Regions from separate parts of the Mus musculus genome. Here regions 1 and 2 are each linked to region 3. The links are chromatin contacts, called in public Hi-C and HiChIP or PLAC-seq maps. All regions are on one chromosome and are shown on one strand. The core of a region is the stretch at or near the end of the contact, and the rest is flanking DNA. Distances in the headings are between cores, read along the strand shown.

Region 1 (2,818 bases), core at 34-2,533, 140 kb after region 3:
CAGATTGAAGCAAGAGCCTTGGAGAGAGGGGTGCAGCTCACTGGCTTGCTCCTCATGGTTTGCTGAGCCTGCTTTCGTACAGCACCAGAACCACTGGCCCAGGGGTGGTGCTGTCTGCAGTGAGCCGGGCCCCTCCCTATCAATCATCAATCAAGAAAAGGGTCCTATAAGCTTGCCCATTGGCCAACCTGGTGGGGGCATTTTCTCTATCGAGGGTCTCTTTTGCAAAATGACTCCAGCATGTGTTAAGTTGACACAAACCTAGTAGGTACAGCCTCCCATCATCAGCCTCTGGACTCCTCATACACTCATGTACAAATGCATATACCACACAGATACACAACACACACACATACACACACACACACACACACACACACACACACACACACACACACACACTAATAAGGACGGAAAGAAGGGAACAGGGTTTGAGAGGTTAATGAAAGACCTAAAAGCTAGAATTAGAAACTAGAAGCCAAATTGTACAACTCCAGAACCTAGGACATTGGCTAATTTCTCTTCCACTCTCCCTGCTGCGTTGCTAATGAGACTGACATTAGCCAGAACATTCACTGTGCACTCCCCAAGGGCCAGACATCACTTTCAGAGCTTCACGCATCCCAACTCCTTCCGTCCTCACGATGGAGCATACCAGCTTGCCCCAGGCCACACAGCTAAGTGTAATGGAGCCAGGCCCAGAACCCAGGCGGTGTGGCTATAGACAGATTTCCTCATGCTGGCCAGCTCCCAAAGAGCCAATGCTAAGGTTTCACACAGAGAAACCCTCTGCACTTCTGCAAAAGTAAAGCAGAGCCCGGAGCTACAGCCAAACTGAAAACAAGCTCGGAAAATGTTGGAGGCCACCCTGATGTCTAAGGAGCAATAGCAACGGAGACCTGGCTGACCTTAGAGGACACAGGTGCTGGGGCCTGAATGGAGGAAAGCAAGAAGCAGATCCTGGTGTCAGTGAAGAGAGCCTAGAGTGGGTGTGACCTGTAGCTGCCATGGGTCTCAGCACAGGCCTGAGCCCTCTTGTACTGCTAGCTAGCACCAGGGCTAGCACTCAAGACATTTAGATCCTTGGGGAGAATTAAAAAGGGGCATCCCACACTGATCCAGCCGCCAGAACTGAGACCTGTACTAGCTGCAGAATCAATCCAAACGAGACCAGAGTGGGTCCTGGTTCCAGGAAGCTACGAATCAGGGACTCTGGTCTCCTCCTGGGATCCCTGCTAACACAATCTCCCAGGCTTGATTGACTGTTGGATGCTGACTCATAGGAAGTTTGGCACGGGCTCCTGGAAACTATACTTCTGTTAATTTAAAATGTATTTTTAGGGCTGGAGAGATGGCTCAGCACTATTTTCACAGGCCTGAAAACCTGAGTTCAGTCCCCAGAAACCAAGCGAAAAGCCAAATGAATCAGCTCCCATCTATAATCCCAGCACTCAAGCCAAACCAGGTGTGTGTGTGTGTGTGTTGCGGGGGAGCTATGGTGAGAGACAGGAGAATTGCCTGATGTACACAGTACAGACAATAATTACAAGAGAACTCCTGACCCGATAAGGTGGAAGGAAGAACTGAGCCCCTAAGGTTGTGTGACCTCTACACGTCCATGCTGTGGCATCTGCCTGGAACACAATAAGCACCATCCAATACAGATTAGTTTTTATATGTTTTTTGTAAAAGAAGTAAAGTTTAAAAAGAAGGCCAGCTTGTGGTTGGAGACCACAGTGTACAACATGCCTCCCTCTTGGCCTGGATCCCTCCTGGAGTCCCTCCCAAGGGTAGAGCCTCTTGCCTTCCTCTTGGAGATGCTCTGGATAGAGCTCTAGCCTGACGGGCCGGCCTATGTTGTTTCCCCTGACTTTTTAGCCCAGCCAGCATTGTTTTTAAGCAACTCAGCATATCTGCACCTTCTTCCGAGATGGAAGCTCTAGATTCAGATCTTAGCTGACTTTGGAGGGTCTGAATGACCTTGGTCAAGATCCCATGACTTCCCCAGGCTCCAACCCTCAGCTTTCTTACACAGAGAGGCAGATATGAACGGCAAACACCAAAACCTGAGTCTGGACACCCACCCCTCCCCCGCCCACAGCACTCTAAATGAAAGGCCTAGCACAGTGACTGCTGGGCATCGTGAGACAGGAAGACCCCTAGAGCTTGCCTGCCAGTCAGCAACAAGGGAAGCCAAATCAGTGGGCTCCAGGGTCAGGGAAAGACTCTGTCTCAAGAAGTAGGTGGAGAGCAATAAAGTGTCCACATGCAAGCATGCATGCGCGTGCGCACACACAGGGACATGAACACATCCAAGAAGTGACTGCCGCTCTGTGCCTCCTCAGAGAGGATAATAACGAAGAGAGGGTAGGACACAACAGAGCGCTGGAACTCGGGAACTATGGGAAAGGCTGTTACAGCACCCACAGACAGCACTGCTGGAGGCTAACCTCTGCCAGCTCAGCACTGAGAAAAACCACTGGAGCTGCCCCCCCTCCCCCAACCCCACAGCAGGAGAGCTCCATAGCAGAAGTGACAGCCTGATGCAATGCCTTCTGGAACTTTCGAGCTCTGGGAAATTGTGCATGGCTATGTATACTGAATGCCGACAGGGGATAGTCCAGGGAGTTGGGCCAATATGGCAGACACTGGCTTTGCAGGGTAACTTACTGCTTGTCGGGAAGGCTGGGGTCATCAAGGCTGCTATCAGGTTTGATGTTTCCGCTTGATGGGAACTGGGGCTCCCTGGGGCACACACCCCCTAAACAGATTTGGGGGAATTACCTTTTTAGTACTAAAACTAGCTAGAGAAAAAAAT
Region 2 (3,262 bases), core at 56-2,555, 210 kb after region 3:
GCAAAATAATCTCGGAGCAGTAACTCCGAGTTTATTGAGTGCCTGCTACTCATGCTGCTGCCTGGTGAGAGCATCCTTCAGGACCAGTTATCTAACGGGATCCTCACAAAACACTTTGGGGTCAATGTTTGCTTTCCCGTCAGGCCCATAAAGGAGGAAACTGAGTCACCGAGACATTAAGCAACAGGTTGAATGTCAACCAGCTGGCTCATACCAGAGTGGGGATCTAAACTATAGAAGCCCCCCTCCTCCAAAGTCTGTGCTCTGCCCGAGACATCCCCTCCAAGAGTGAATGCTCAGCTCTCTGTTAGAGGGAATGCACCGGAGTGGAGAAACAGAACGAGGCGATTCTGAGCCTCTGGGTTAAGCAGGAGAAAAATGACACAGAGCCTCGTGGAGACTCGGCTGTCTGTGTGGGAGAAAAGTTTGTAAATATATATATATTAGGCTATCTTTGGAAGAATATACAGGAAATCAGTAACTGGGACCTCCAAAGGGAACCTGAGTTATGGATGGATGAGAGGGTAGAGAGACTAACATTTCTGTTCAGATTTATTTCCAGCTTTTGGCTGTGCCTTGAGGTCATTTCACACTTACAGAAAGGCTATAAAAATAAGACCTGGGGAGTGGGATGGGAAAGGGAGGGTTAGGGCTCTTGCTACCCAGAAGATGGGAAGGAGTGGAGGATGCTGGTAGTCAGGAGACTACCCTGTCCTCTCCTCTTCCCCATGTGTTGGACTTGGGACCCCAGGTGGGCACAGAGCCTTTGTCCTGGGAACAATCCAGACACAGGGCGGGAAGACCAGTTCCCTGCCATCCCTTGGATGTCATCCTATGGCACTTTCCCCTACAGACCTCAGTTATTGTGACTCTGTCATCCTGCCATCTGCCCTGGGTTTTCATGGCAAGAGCCCTTAGGTCTAGGTGAGCCTCATTCCTTCTTGTCCGCACCCTCAACTGCAATCTTTCTGATTGGGGCTCCCTGAAGATGGGTCACATCGTCTTCATATTGGAGGCTTCTGGAGGTCAGGTTACACCCCCCATCAGACTGGGGTTCCTTAAGGATGGGACAATGTCTCCCTCAGACAAGCTCCCTGAGTGCAGGCTGTGTTCTCCTCATCCAGGCCTCCTCATACCAGGCTTGTATAGAGCAGTGGTTCGTGCCCCCTTAGCCTCCCCCTGACTCCTTTCCAACACCCCAACCTGGTACTTGTGTTCCCTCAAGCCTTTTGCCTATTGAAGCAGTGGCTGAAAGCCTGTATTGACACCAACGACCCATGGCCAGGCCATTGCATAACCACAGCACAGCCACGAGTTCCCGATGATTCAGCACTGAGGCCTACACAGCATTTATACCTCTGTGCTCCTGGACTCAGCCAGGTACCTCAGAAGCAAAGGGCATGAGCAGCAGGATTCTACTTCACCCAGGAACCTTAACCCCAGCACTGTACTCCAAGAGAAAGACGTATGCATTTGTTTTTTCTTAGCTGCCCAGACCTGGTCTTTCTGGGTGTCTGAGCTAGGCTAAGTGCCCTGCCTGAGTTCCAGGCTGGGGCTGGGCCAAGGCACCCACCTACTATCAAGATCCTGTAGTTGGAGCTTAGATCCCTCAAGTAGGGTTGTGGCCCAGGAGGAGAGGGACCAAGAAGGGGACCTCAGGGGCCAGCTTGAGGCTGGGGGTCAGCTGAGTAGTTCTTTTATAGACCACTAGATGTCACTTCCATTTCAAAGGAACCCACTGGCTTTCTTCAGTCAGGTCCCCCAGCCTCCAAGTCTTAAAGGCATACAAGCAAACTTCACCATCCCCAGAGCACCAGGACACTGGACAGCTGGCAAGGAAAGACCTCTAGGCTTGAGCTGAAGGCTCTGGGAGTTCCTTAGTAGCCCACCCAGCCCCACCGAGAACAGGAAGGGTGGAGCCCCAGTTCTCGTTCCCCAGTACCTTCATGGATAGTCTGAGGCTGGCATCTTCTCAAACAGAAGGTCAAACATGTGATTAAAGAAAAGGGGGTAACCATATGACAAGAAACAGATGCCATGCCTCAAGCCTCCTCCTCGGGCTGAGAGATTCCAGTCAGATTCCAGTTCACTGGGGGCCACGGTATCGATCCTCCTAGGTGGCTCAGTGGTCAAGAACATTTGATGCTCTTCCAAAGGACCCAGGTTCGACTCCCAACACCCCCATGGTAGCTTACACCTGTCTCTGACTCCAGCTCTTGGGGATCTGATTCTCCCTCCAGGCATGCATATGATACACCCACACACATGCAGACCAAACATGAATACACATATAATAAATTTAATTTAATTTAAAAGATTTTCAATAATTTCATATAAGAAGCTTTTCTCTACCCGTGCCCCCCAACACTCAGCCAACATCTCTTAGCTGCCTGACACCTGTTACGATAATTGATATGCAAGTATTTATTCCTTTGGAGTCCATAGTCGCCTTCCTGAGCTAAGTATCATTGACTCTCGTATTGTTGGTGAGGAACCCAGGGTTGCGGAGAGGCAGCCAAGACAGTTGTCCTTAGCTCTCTTGCTGGCCCACCTCTGCTCCAGCTCCCACTGAGCGGGAGCCTAGCTGTCTACAGCTCACATGACTGTTAACAATCATCACTTTTAGCGCTCATTCAGGGGCTTCCAAGTTGGTTCGCCTGTCAGCCTCACCAGAGGAGTTTTGAAATGGTCAATTTCCCTAATTGGGCACCTGTCGCTCTCCTGTGAGGGCTGGGATGAGCAGGTGGGGTTGGTAGAGAGAGAGGGCTCATCGATAAAAAAAAAAACCACTGAATCACCACAAAGCCCTGAGTTCGGGTGTCAGAAACCTGCAAAAAGTCAGGCAGAGTCTCCAGTGAGTCACCTTTGACCCCAGCACTATGGGGGTGGGGGGCAGAGACAGGAAGATCTCTGGAGGGGGGTGTTGCTGGCTGCAAGTTTAGCTGAAAATAAAAAAATAGACCCCAGAGTTGTGGAGAAACCTTGCTTCAAAGAAGTAAGCCATAAATTGATAGAGAAGGACACCTGATAGCCTCTTCTGGTCTCCCAGTGTGTGCAAAGTCGTGTTCATCCATGTGTGCACATATGTATACACTACACGCATACATATACTGTTTAAGTAGTTTCAAAGAAAAACCAAGTTAGGGAGCACTCTGTAGAACACTCACTCACCCTGTACCCCACAGGGGTCAAATAGGCATGTGACTCTCTGTTGCTGTTGTTGTTGTTGTTGTTTTGTTGTTGTTGTATTAGGGGGTTGCTT
Region 3 (3,149 bases), core at 205-2,704:
CCCAGACCTAGAGGGGAGCTCTACCTGGGGGTCCACCGGAGGAAAGGCTGTATCATTTAATGTTTGGTTTACATAAGATGCATGTTCTCACTCATGTGCTTGAACCCTGGAGGTAAGCACTCCTGGGGTAATGCAATGGTTAAGCGCTGGGAGGATCCCAGTCTTGTCTCTTATTGATCTACTAGCTTTCCACTTCCAAGGTCATCACAGTTCCCAGATGGCTTCTGGCACTCTAGCCAGCATGAAGGACAAAGACATCCTGAAATAGGAGCTCTCCCTTCTCTTTATAGGAACTTCCTGGAAGTTGTATTTACTTCTTTGTAGGAGAAACAGCAGGCCTCACTGACAAGGTGGTGGCTGCTTCTGCATAAAGTCAGGTGCTGCGCAGCCTCCCAGGTAACTTCAGCATGAGGGCCAAACTGAAGTCTGCCTGAGAGCCTAGAGAGTGGTGACACAGACAATGACAGCCAATGGGGAACTGCCACTTGGAGGACTCACTTGCTTGGTACCAATGGGATGATGGTGGAGGGTCTAAAGGGCGCTCCCTGGGAATTAATAAAGGTGCTTGATACTGCGATCTCACCTGCTCCCCACTCCCAGAGTCTGATCCAAGCTGCCTCATCCCCAACCCCCAAGGGCAAGTATGGTTGGGCAGTCCAGGGTGCAAAGCAACATTTCTTATATCCCATTGATTAGAATTCAGTCATCCAGCCAAACCTAGCTGCAAGGGAAGCTGGGAGGATGTAGTTTTGATCTTATGTGCATCTGGCTAAAAAAAAAAAAAAAAAAAAAAAAGATGAGGTTCCTCATCTTTCTTCTTCCTCTTCCTCTTCTTTCTTCTTCTCTTTATGTATATAAGTACATTGTACCTGTTTTTGGATACACCAGAAGAGGACATCCTATCCCACTACAGATAGTTTAGAGTCACCATGGTTGCTGGGAATTGAACTCAGGACCTCTGGAAGAACAGACAGTGCTCTTAATCACTGAACCATCTTTCCAGCCCATCCATCTTCCTGTTTTTAACAACATTGATTTTTCTCCCTTCTCCAAGGTCTTGGTTTTCCTGATACTTAGTGTTTACTGCCAGAATTGTGAATGGCAGCCATGTAAAGATAGGTACGTCTACCCTTATCTCATGGTAGACTGATAAATAATAAATAATTATTAATTAACTGACCTTTTTACAGTTGGGCCAGTTGAACTCCAGAGAGGTTGGGTAATTTTCCTTAGAGCACACAGCTGGGCTGGGAGCCCAGTACCTGTCCTCCCCTTTTACTGGTGCCCACTGTAGGGGTGGATGTGCTGGACCCTCATTGGGTTGGACAGGAAGAACTGGAATGGCCTGAGCCCTAGGAGGGGGTGTGTCTGGAAGCCGAGGGCAGGCAGGGGTGTGGCCTTAGGCACAGGTGTCTTCTCAGCACTTACTCAGTGCATGGTCAGCGACACGTCTGAACAGGGCACTGACGGGTTTGGGGATTTCTGCTGGCGCCAGATGCTGGCCACTGTAGCCACATCCTCAGACGCCACATTTCCCCAGATGAATGTCCGAGACCTAGTGGTGAGGGAAGGCAGATATACGGGACAGCTTGGCTCACTTTCCCTGTCTCCCTCCAAGCCACCCTGGTGATACTCACTGCCCCCTCTGAGTGTGTGTGTCCATGTGTATGTGTCCATGTGTGTGTCTGTGTGTCCATGTATGTGTCTGTGTCCGTGTCCGTGTCCGTGTGTGTGTGTGTGTGTGTGTGTGTGAGAGAGAGAGAGAGAGAGAGAGAGAGAGAGAGAGAGAGAGAGAGAGAGAGAACGCTCTTTGTCTTCGCTTCATGAATGTGCAAGCAGGGCATCAAGTCCCTGCTAGGCTGCTTGGTGGGGAAGTGGAGAGACTGCAAACGGTTGAGAGAAAAAGTCTAGACGCTAGGCCTGAGGAAGCCCATCTGGGCTATGCCTCTACCTCCGGGTAGGACTGTCCTTGCTGACCCCCGATATAAGGTCATTGCCCTGGCCTGGTGTGGAGAAACTCTGCGCGTAAGTGTGGTTACTGCAGCTTACATTACTGTGGTTAGTGATGTGGGTCTCTGGCCAAAGAGGAAGAGCTCAGGAGCTGTGTGAGTCACAGCTGGCGGACTACAGCGGGGTGTGTTGGGGACAGTCCTGAGACGCAGATGTGACCTCTGCCCTCGGGAGGTCTGGCCAGATGTAGACAATGAACAGAAAGCACTGTTTGAGGCTGGAGGCCCTCCCCTCCTCGAGAAAAGACCTTCCTGGTTAACTGTGATGAAATTTCTCTGGGATTGATCTGCAGTTCTGGCAAGATGGGCAGATCCGGCCAGGTCTGGGCAAGGAGCACCTGCGAATGCTGTACCAGGGACGGGACATGGCAGAACGCTACGCTGCTGTTAGAGTCTTTACCCACTCAGCAAGTGTGCCAGGTGCTCAGGGAAGACTGGCATCAAGCAATTTGCACAAATAAAAACCATTACAAACTGTAATGTGCTGGGAAGGAGAACCCCAAGTGGGTTCTGGGAAACTCACCAGGAACTTGGATTACCTGAGGTTGGACCTTATATTGAAGCTGACCTCCTGCCTAGCTGGGCTCTCTCTCTTTCTCTCTCTCTCTCTCTCTCTCTCTCTCTCTCTCTCTCTCTCTCACACACACACACAAACACACATGAACACACACATACACACAAATACTCACACACTCACCCTCACAGATACACACACCCACACACACTTACTCATACATGTACACACACACATTCGCACACTCACTCACTCACACATGTACACACTCACACACACATACTCACTCACTCTCACACATACTTAAATACACTCACACCCACTTACTCATACATGTACACACACTCACACCCACTCACATACTCATACACACATACACTCACACACACACATATACTCACACACACTCACACATACATATAAACACTCTCACACACACTCACGCGTGCTCACACACACTCTCACACACATACACACTCACACATGTACACACACACAACTGTCAGGTAAAGTCAAACATTTAAGTGACAACTGTGATACCATCTGTTTGGTCCGTTCAGAAGCTTCCTACTTGCATGGGCCATGGGCTGTATCTGTATGGCCAAGGCCCTGCCCTAGGCCTGGCA

The links. Hi-C and Micro-C count contacts between places; a contact is called where the count stands out from the background. HiChIP or PLAC-seq counts read pairs in DNA pulled down with a chosen protein or histone mark.
Region 1: a contact with region 3 is called in a Hi-C map of the C2C12 cell line, with 4 times the contacts expected there. The contact joins two enhancer-like sites. A contact is called at or near these places in 5 of 484 Hi-C or Micro-C datasets (the C2C12 cell line, the Patski cell line, cerebellar granule neurons and 2 more), 3 of 115 datasets of contacts at active chromatin or transcription factors (cardiomyocytes, embryonic stem cells and fibro-adipogenic progenitors) and 2 of 9 other capture datasets (embryonic tail and embryonic trunk).
Region 2: a contact with region 3 is called in a FOXA1 HiChIP or PLAC-seq map of pancreatic cancer cells. The contact joins two enhancer-like sites. A contact is called at or near these places in 1 of 15 datasets of contacts at CTCF or cohesin (the NIH/3T3 cell line), 8 of 484 Hi-C or Micro-C datasets (bone marrow-derived dendritic cells, bone marrow-derived macrophages, brown adipocytes and 5 more) and 4 of 115 datasets of contacts at active chromatin or transcription factors (bone marrow-derived macrophages, cardiomyocytes, pancreatic cancer cells and 1 more).

Annotation. Positions count from the first base shown.
Region 1 is chr17:45,892,603-45,895,420 of GRCm38.p6, forward strand. No RefSeq gene overlaps it. Among named protein-coding and RNA genes, the nearest start is that of Gm41584, 8.7 kb to the left of the region's middle. Within about 2 kb of position 1,284, at least 38 of the 459 cell types and tissues checked have an H3K27ac peak or open chromatin away from gene starts, as enhancers often do. A contact at or near this core is called in the C2C12 cell line, where this site is marked.
Region 2 is chr17:45,956,951-45,960,212 of GRCm38.p6, forward strand. No RefSeq gene overlaps it. Among named protein-coding and RNA genes, the nearest start is that of Gm36122, 9.8 kb to the left of the region's middle. Within about 2 kb of position 1,306, at least 57 of the 459 cell types and tissues checked have an H3K27ac peak or open chromatin away from gene starts, as enhancers often do. A contact at or near this core is called in the NIH/3T3 cell line and pancreatic cancer cells, where this site is marked.
Region 3 is chr17:45,750,792-45,753,940 of GRCm38.p6, forward strand. All of the region lies in intron 2 of F630040K05Rik (RIKEN cDNA F630040K05 gene), which reads left to right. Among named protein-coding and RNA genes, the nearest start is that of F630040K05Rik, 18 kb to the left of the region's middle. Within about 2 kb of position 1,455, at least 134 of the 459 cell types and tissues checked have an H3K27ac peak or open chromatin away from gene starts, as enhancers often do. A contact at or near this core is called in the C2C12 cell line, the NIH/3T3 cell line and pancreatic cancer cells, where this site is marked.